2 separate regions of the Mus musculus genome follow, and region 1 is linked to region 2. Evidence: chromatin contacts called from public HiChIP or PLAC-seq data. All regions are on one chromosome and are shown on one strand. Each heading gives the region's core, a stretch centred on a gene start, on an enhancer-like site or on the middle of the called end of the contact. The rest is flanking DNA. Distances are from core to core; before and after follow the strand shown. Region 1 has its middle 13 kb from the start of Klrb1b. Region 2 has its middle 16 kb from the start of A2ml1.

Region 1 (4,504 bases), core at 1,035-3,534, 240 kb after region 2:
AACACTCCTGAGAGCTAGGCGCTGCAGGTTCTCTTCTGTAGCTCCTCCTGGCCCTTTATTCTTCAGCCTCCCCTTCCTGCTTCTTAGCCAACTTTCTTCTCAAACAGTTCCTCTGGCTTTCTTTAACTATCAAGCCAGAGCCCAGTGGCTGATTTCAAAGCCTTAGGAAGAGACAACTCCGCTGTCCCTACTTCTGCCCTTCAGCCTCTACTGTCCTGCCTAGAATCACCCAGGAGACCCGGCTCAGGGCACATCTGTGAGAGATTGTCCAGGCTAAGGTTACCCTCTGAGAAGGCATTTGAGGGATCTTCTCAGCAACATTAATGGGTGTGGGAAGATCCATCTTAACAATGGGGAAGACCATTTCTGGGTGAGGCACAGGAGGGGAAGGGGGAGAAGGAGGGGGAGGGGAGAATGAGCCCAGGAATACACGCAGGAATTCACACTTCTGTTTCCTGACTGTGGACATGAAGTTCCCTACCACTTCAAGCTCCTGCTGCCTTGATTTCCACCATGGTGGGCTGTACATTCAAATGGACCAAACTAAACCTGTCTTTTTTTTCTAAGTTTCCTTTGTCAGGATATTTTGTCGAAGCAACTAGAAACAAAGTGAAGACAATCAACTCTTGCTGGCTCTAAAACAAGAATATTGAATTTTGTTCACAAGCAGAATCTTTCGTTTTAAAGCTCGTTACTGTTCAGAACACGTTGCCTCAGTCAAGTATAGAGCATATAAAGATGTGGAGATCCTGAATCCATCCCTGGCAAGGAAACCTAAAGCTGAGACTTAGAGTGATGGTCGCCATTTGCTGGTGGGCTCCTTGAAGGAGATGTGGCATGCTGGGGGAGGGCCGGCAAGAACCAGCAGTGTCAAGAAAAGCGTGGGGAATTGAAGTGTGTGAACCGAGCGAAGAGCGTAGGTTTGAAGCGAAATTAAGTGGAGTCTTGTCGGAGTGTTGAATTCTTTATTCCATTGAAAAAAGAAAAACATCTAGTAGCTTGCATCATCAAAATAAGTTTCGAGTACTCAATTAACTGAGCCGAAGTTTGCCGGCTCTGGTGGCGCAGGCCGGTAGGATTTGCTGAAGGAGGCAGAGGCAGGAGGATCTGGAGTTCGAGGACAGCCTGGTCTACACATTTTTTTTTCCTCCCAGTTTCAACAAAACCACAAATCCACGGCTCCACTGCGCCCCGAAACAAACTTCCAACCTCCACAAGGCCTCTTTTTATGTTTCTTCCTCCTGAAATCTGATCGGCTACTCGCACCCCAACCCGAACCAGCTTCTTCAGCCGCACCGGCTACTGCTCCACGCTGCTTACAAACCTTTATCCACGCACACGTCCGACCCTCACGCCTGCCCACGCCGCACTCCACACCCCTCTCTTCCCTACAGGCCTTCTCTACAATCCGCCTGCTTAGCCCTCTCGCGACCCTTTTCTACAGTTCTGCACGTGCGGAACGAGTCAGCAGCCACCGTTCAGAGAAAATGTTCGCTGCAAAGAGTCCGTTTTTTCTCGCTTCGAGTGTTCGGTTTTATGTACAAAGAAAGAAAGTGAGGATTACTTAGAGTCAGAAACAGGCTCAGCGGAAGCGCGGTTGCGCAACGCCTAACTTGCTACTTCAGGGAAAGAATACAGGGCGTCGTCGGGCTGGAGAGATGGCTCAGCCGTTAAAGGCTAGGCTCACAACCAAAAATATAAGAGTTCGGTTCCCAGCACCCACGGCTGTCTCTCCAGCCACCTTTTTTGTCGGACACCGCACCCACACACACAGACTACTAATATAGATAAAAGACAACTCTTAGAAAATGTTATCGGCTGTAACGAAATGGAAAACAATGATTTAAATAAAGCAAACAAGCAAGTAAAGAACTAACGTTCCACACCCTGCGTATGGCCGGAGGATTTGCGCGCTGGCGTCTGCCCTAGTCACTTAGCGTGATGACTTCTTTCATGCTGTTGCTAGTGACTCCAAATCAACTCGACGTCGTCCTCTCCTCCCTCCTCTCTTTACTACTCCTCTCATTTTGAAAAAAGTAGTTTTGGCATACATGGACCGCCTCAAGCACCAGGACCTAGGAACTCCTGACAGCTTTGCTCTTCTCTTGGGCTCAGCTGGCCTCAACTATTCACCAGGTTGCTTAGAGTTCTCCCTTCCCTAGATAGTTTGTGGCGATTCCATCACATCCAGGATGGGACCACTCTCCTCGTCTCTGGCAACCATTGTGTTTGTCTGCTCACTGACCGAGGTCCGGAAAGACCGACTCGTCACTGCACCTCTGGTATGCCCCCATGTGGTCAAGACCCCTAAGTGCATGGGATTCTAAGGTCTGTCAAAGGTGATGGGTGTGATACCACCTACTAGCAGGACCTAAGAGCCTCTGCTACTGTGGGATGAGGACAAAGGTGGATTGTGATTCATTCCGCCATGGACTTCCAGGCTTTTCTCAGTCAGTGGGGATGGAATGGAGGTGATTGAAACTAAACAGCTCTTCCATCCTAGATTGAAGAATTCCTGGACCTATACAGTCAACAAATATATAAATTTACTTAAAACAGTGTGTGTGTGTGTGTGTGTGTGTGTGTGTGTGTGTGCGTGCGTGTGCGTGTAAAACTCAATGCCGTGGATCTCCAGGGTGAGCTTTTTGGATGACACTGTCCTGTTGCAATGTCCAAGGCCGGACATACTTGTTTGCACACCTGGTCCTCACTCACTATGTCAACACGGAAGTAGGGCAGGATGCTGGCACCATCTGGCATGATAGGCGGCCCTTATTGGCTGATACTCTCTTAGCATTGGGCTCCTGTTTCACCATGTGATTTTCTTCTCAAGCATGCATCTTCTAGTGGGATGCTGCTTGCTTGAGCCCCTCACTGTCCATGACATCACCTACTCTTGGCTTAGCCTTCAAAACCACAGATTAGAGAAAATTCTTTCCACGAAAGTAGGATTATTTGTGAAGTAGAATAAACACAAGCTGGGGGTGGGGGGAGACAAGAAAGGCTGACAGCTTGGTCAATGTGACCAAAACATTATTATACGTATGCATGATCATATCACAAGGAAGCTTGTTATTTTGTATAATTAATACATTATTGCTGGGTGATGGTGGAGTATGTCTTTAACCCCAGCCTTCAGGAGGCAGAGGCAGCCAGATCTCTGTGAGTTTGAGGCCAGCTTGGTCTACAAAGTGAGTTTCAGGACAGCCAGGGCTGTTACACAGAGTAATCCTGTCTATAAATAAATAAAATAAATTATTATTAGAAGTTGAAAATGGCAATAATCAGATGTTTTCTTTTTCTTTTTGGGTTTTCGAGACAGGGTTTCTCTGTGTAGCCCTGGCTGTCCTGGAACTCACTTTGTAGACCAGGCTGGCCTCGAACTCAGAAATCTGCCTGCCTCTGCCTGACAAGTGCTGGGATTAAAGGCATGTGCCACCACTGCCCAGCTTCAGAAAAGTTTTCTTTATTTACATTACCTGGCTTCAATTATTTCATTACAATTACAAAAAAGAAATTCATATAGATTATGATTTCAAAGTGGGGAAAAACCCAAACAAATACTGTATTCAGCACAAAAACAAAACAAAACAAACAAAGGGAGTTAGGAGGTGGCTTAGCTACCAAGGATGTTATGAATTTTCAGTTTGATCCCTACAATCGAGGTGGAAATACCCATTTCCTAACCACACTCTACATTTCCCCTTGTATGGTTCCTTCTTGATGGTTATATTTGGTTTTATTGAAGTTGAAGAATTACTCCAAGATTTAGTGATTTGATATAACAAATGGTATTATAACATGACAGAGTGCAGGTCAGAAGTGTGGGGTAGCTGAGCTGGCTACTCTCACCCTAGTTTTTTTTTTTTTTTTTTTCCAAGACCCCAGTCAAGGAACATGGCAGGGCTAGAGTAATTTCAGAGAGAGATGGTAAAGGAATATGGCCAACCTAAAACAGATGGAGGGTCTCAAGTTGTTTCTTAGGGGCTGGGCTGCTTGCCTGAGAAGTGAGGTTCTGAGGTTGACACAGAGAGCATGCATGCTTGTACAGAGAGGGGGGGGAGAGGGAGGGGGAGAGAGAGAGAGAGAGAGGGAGAGAGAGGGGGGGGGGAGGGGGAGGGGGAGGGGGGAGGGGGAGAGGGAGAGGGAGAGGGAGAGGGAGAGACTGATTGGTGGGAGAGACTTCCTTTCAAATCTATGGGAATTCACAGTTTGCCCACTGAGGTTGCTTGGAGTCTCTGTTTTGCCTCTATTTCATTCCACAATCCACAGGCATATGGTAGCTTTGGCCATGTTGTCTGCTGTGATAAAGAGAATAAGGGAAATTACACCCTGGTTCTTAAAGCGCCCAGCAGTAAGGTATTCTTAATAGTTCAGTGCATTGACGACTACAGTAGTCACATGCCATGCCTGGATTTATGGGCATGTGGCAATAGTCCTAGGTGGCCTCTGTTATCTTCAGATGTCAAGGGCCCTAAGGCTGAGTGTGGGACACTTGGTCTAC
Region 2 (4,732 bases), core at 888-3,387:
ACATGGACTTCAGGGGACAGAGACAAAGGACGGAGGGATTGCACTTTGCTTTGGTTCTACTCGTCCACCCAAGTTCTGAACGTTTTACTGCTATGCTGTATAGAAGCATTTGAAAGTATTTTGACCAACAAGCAACTGAAAGAGTCAGGTGCAGATGCTTACACCCAACCAGTGGACAGAAGATGGGAACCCCTGTGGTTGAATTAGTGAAAAGCTGGAAGAAGCTGAGGAGGAGGGTGACCCCATAGGAAGACCAGCCGTCTCAACTTACTTGAACCCCTGAGATCTCTCAGACACTGAGCCACCAACCAGGCAGCATACACTAGCTGATATGAGGCCCCCGACGCATACACAGCAGAGGTCTGCCTAGTCTGGCCTCAGTGAGAGAAGATACACCTAACCTGTGAGAGACTTGAGGCCCCAGGGAGTGGGGAGGTCTGGTGGGATGGTGGTTGTGGGGGTAGGGACATCCTCTTAGAGATGGGGGGAGGAGGTATGGGATGAGGAACAGTCAGAGGGTGGACTGGGAGGGGGATAATGACTGGACTGTATAAAAGATTAAAGAATAAATAAAAAATAAGAAAAAGTAAAAGAAGGCCCTGAGTCATTATTGAATTAGCAGTGCTAATTTAATATGGGTGCAGAACTCTGGTAGGAGCGACCGGGAAGGGGGACAACATTTGGAATGTAAATAAATCAAATAATTTAATAAAAATTATGTAAGGAAAAAAAGAAAGTATTTTGAGTTTTCCAGGGATATAATGTTGTACCGGTGTCTTAAACAGCAACCATTTCTGATCTATAGTTTCCGTTTCTCTGTGAGGAATTATATTTCCAGATTATAACCTCACAAGAGGCAACTCTGACTCAGATAACTGCATGCATCTTCCTTTCCCATGGATTCATTAGTCATCCATACTGACTGAGTGCCTCCTGTGCCAGCAACGGGGGAGGTAATCTGAAAGATTCAAATAAGGCCAGGGGCCAGTGACACGGAGTCTTTAATCTCAGCCCTCAGGAGGTGGACCTCTGCATTCAAAGCCAGCCTGGTCTACAGAGTTAATTCCAGGACAGCCAGGGCTACCTACACAGAGAAACCCTGACTTGAAAAATGAAAACAAAACCAAAACCAAAGAAACAAAAAAATTCAACTAAGACAGAAGCTGGAGTGCTATAACTGTCTCAAAGCGGGAGGGGGGCTTTAATGATTACAAATTAAGATTTTTTTCTATTTATTCACCAGAAAAGATGATATAATGTTACAGTATGAAATTTGTAAAGAAATATTTGTTGTTCATTTTGGGGCAAAACTGAGTGTCATTAGGAAAGCTGAAATCTCTTGAAAAATCAGTGTCCTTGTCTGTCACATGAGGAAAGCTGCAGCATCCACGACACAGGTTTTAAATAAAGATCAGATGAATCATTAATGACAGGATATTTAGAACGAACTCAATAACTATCGAGGCCGCGCAATCAGTAGAGAATCTGGGCCTAAGCCAACCTTGGTGATGGTCTCTGTGCTGTTGTAGAACGTGGCCACTGTACAGAGTTCCGTCTCTATGGTTCCGTGCCTGTTTATACAGCTGTACAGAGTTCCGTCTCTATGGTTCCGAGCCTGTTTATAAAGCTTCATCTGTGCCTAGCTTAGCTGATACCCCAAGCCAAAGAAAAGCTCAGTTTACATAGGACAGCAAGTGCTGGCTTGCAGCCCGGCTGCCAGGCCATTTGCATTGTTCCAGGAAGGAGGAGGACCATAAATATTTTTGCTGTGCCTTGAACTCTGCCTAATTGATCTGTCGCTGCGCAAATAATTACAACAATGTTTGGTTAATTCAGTTCAGCCCGGGCACAGAGACTTTTGAGTCTGTGCTTCCGCCTTCTTCCGGGACCAACTCGGGAGGGGAAAGGTGGGGCAATGAAAACAAAACAAAACAAAAACAAAACAAAAAACACCTAACTATAACAACCCCAAACAAAAATCTAAGTGTTACTCAGATCTTTCAAAGGCCGGGCATTTTCTTTTAGTATAAATAAGGAAGTTCTTATTTGGGATTAGAAAATATTTGAGAGTCCACAGAACACTAATGACTTTGTTAAGCCTTTTATGATCTGAACTGTGTCCAGTTTCTCTTTGTTCACTGACCTGTGATACCTTTAAGTATTAGAAAGAGGAACAGGGAGGCTCTGTGGATGCCATTGTCCCCTATCAAAGGGAAACAGTTTTAAAAAAAAATGGAGCTTTTAATTTTTAGGTAAAATGATTATCACGAAAGATAGGCTTATAGCCCTGGCCAAAAATAATGTATATCGAAACATGCAATTTTAGTTTTGAAGAAATTATGCAGCCACACAAGCTAATGCCTCATAGAGCAAGACTTTTGGGGAACCAGATACCTGTGATTGTGTTTACTGCCCCAAAGTTCCCGCACCCCACCAGTAAGATCAGGAACAAGTTTTCTGTACATCTGATAAATTCATCTAACCATTTCCTATTTGAAACTAATTTTTCTTGAACTATTTTTTATGGTGTAAACATTTGACATGAACTCTGCCGTCTTAGCAAGTTTTAAGAGCAGAATTTAATACTGTTTAAAAAGCACAGTGTCTCATAGCAGATTTCCAGAAATTACTATCCTGTATGGTGGAAACTCTATACTCCCCCTTAGTTCTGTTTTACTCTCTTTTCTGTGAGATTCACTAGTTTGTGTGCTTCTTATAAGGGGACTCAGATGACACTTGGCCTTAGGATTAAGTAGAATCTTGGGCTGGATAGACGGCTCAGTGGTTAAGAGTATTGATTGCTTTTCCAGAGGACCAAAGTTCAATTCCCTGCATTCACACGACAGCTCACAACTGTCTGTAGCACCAGCTCCAACATAAAAATAAGAATAAACAATCCAAGCATGGTGATGTACTCCTTTAATCTTAGTACTTGAAAGGCAGAGGCAGTAGGATCTCTGTGAGTTGAAACCAGGCTGGTCTACATAGTGAGTTCCAGGACAGCCAGTTACATAGAGAGAACCTGTCTCAAGAAAACCAACAACAACAACAGTAATAAACAACAAATCTTTATTTTCATTAATTTAAGTTGGAATCCTATATACACTCCTCTGACTTACAGTATGCTGGGCTATTTGATTTAGTACTTAAAGTGATACCACCAGGGTCAGTTTGAATTGAGCAGGGCAGGGCAGGGCAGGGCAGGGCAGGGCAGGGCAAGGTGCTGACTCCTTGTGAGGTCTGTGGAGTTTATGGAAATCCTGCTTGAGAACAAGCAGATGGTGGCTTCCTGGAGGCCATGAAGAGCTGGTGTTCTGCCTTACACAGACTGTTCACACAGCTTTAGAGTAATACCCAATTTCCACTTCTTTCTTTCTTTCTTTCTTTCTTTCTTTCTCTCTCTCTCTCTCTCTTTCTCTCTCTCTCTCTCTCTCTCTCTCTCTCTCTCTCTCTCTCTCTCTCTCTCTCTCTCTCTCTCTCTCTCATCCTGTTTCACAATCACAAAACTCAACAGCTTCCTAAACCAAAGCAAATATTTAAAAATGTGTTTCCTACTTCAGACCCAGTGACTTCCTCAGACACTTCTTCAAATACAAAGGTCTTCGTTATCAAGAGATTTTGCCCACACTAAGATTTGTGCATAAAATGCTTTAATTTCTCCTTTCTTAGGAAGCCTGTACATTTGGAGCCGATGTGTAAGACAACATTGTTGAACAAGATGCCCAAACGGGAGAATTCCTTCCCTCACCGTGACTGCTTTTATTCTCCCTGGCAGCACTTACAATTTTTCATCCACATTGCTTCTGATATTTGTCTCTTCTACTTAAATAGCAGAAAACAAAACCTGTCTTTCTTCGGCTTTCTGTTTCAAAGCACGGGACAATTGCGCAGTATGTATTTTTACACGGATGGCTACTTATATTAATATTATGAAGGAACTGATCCAATATGAATTATTCAACTACTAGCTATTAGCTAAGTTTATTTCTCAAATAACCACTTTAGTTCTTCCGTAAAAATAGCCTTTAGATTAATTTTAATTTTATTTTTTATGTGTGCCAATGCTTTGCCTATGAACCACATGCATGCAGTTCCCTTGTAGGTCAGAAGAGGGCGTCAGATCCCCTGGGATTGGAGTTACACATTAGGATTCTCTAAAGTAACAGCATTTATAATGAATCTTTTTCTAATATGATAAGGGGATTTATTGGTATGACTTACAGGCTGCAATCCAGCTAATCAAACAATGGCTGGCCGTGAATGAAAAGTCCAAGAATCCAGTAGTTGTTCAGTCCGCAAAGCTGGGTGTCTCAGCTGATCTTCAGTAGATGCTGGAATCTCAAGTATGTAGGTGCTGGCTCTCATGCCAGTGAAGGAATGGACATGCTAGCAAGGTGAGGGCAAACAGGCAAAGAGCAAAAGCTTCCTTCTTCTCTCTCCTTATATAGATGCCCAGCCAAAGGTGTGGCCCAGATTAAAGGTGTGCCTTCTCACTTCAAGGTCTGGTTTAATGGCGTGTGTCTTCCCACACCATAGGTCCAGACTAGAAGTGGACTCACCTACTTCAAACCAAGCAAGAAATCTCTCATAGGTGTGTTTTGCATTTTCTGAATTGTGGTTCATTTTAAGTAGACAACTAAGAATCACCGTCACACAGGGGGTTCTGAGCTGATACATGGATGCTGGGAATTGAGCCCAGGTCCTCTGGAGGAAAGGTCAAGAGTCAGGAATT

What was found. HiChIP or PLAC-seq counts read pairs in DNA pulled down with a chosen protein or histone mark.
Region 1: a FOXA1 HiChIP or PLAC-seq map of pancreatic cancer cells shows a contact between it and region 2. The contact joins two enhancer-like sites. A contact is called at or near these places in 2 of 39 promoter capture datasets (cranial neural crest and embryonic stem cells), 4 of 15 datasets of contacts at CTCF or cohesin (embryonic stem cells, large pre-B cells, pro-B cells and 1 more), 22 of 484 Hi-C or Micro-C datasets (B cells, Sertoli cells, cerebral cortex and 8 more) and 19 of 115 datasets of contacts at active chromatin or transcription factors (the 230-238 cell line, acute myeloid leukemia, embryonic stem cells and 5 more).

Annotation. Positions count from the first base shown.
Region 1 is chr6:128,837,402-128,841,905 of GRCm38.p6, forward strand. No RefSeq gene overlaps it. Among named protein-coding and RNA genes, the nearest start is that of Klrb1b, 13 kb to the left of the region's middle. Within about 2 kb of position 2,285, at least 358 of the 459 cell types and tissues checked have an H3K27ac peak or open chromatin away from gene starts, as enhancers often do. A contact at or near this core is called in cerebral cortex, forebrain, nephron progenitors and 3 more, where this site is marked.
Region 2 is chr6:128,595,649-128,600,380 of GRCm38.p6, forward strand. No RefSeq gene overlaps it. Among named protein-coding and RNA genes, the nearest start is that of A2ml1, 16 kb to the left of the region's middle. Within about 2 kb of position 2,138, at least 158 of the 459 cell types and tissues checked have an H3K27ac peak or open chromatin away from gene starts, as enhancers often do. A contact at or near this core is called in cerebral cortex, forebrain, nephron progenitors and 3 more, where this site is marked.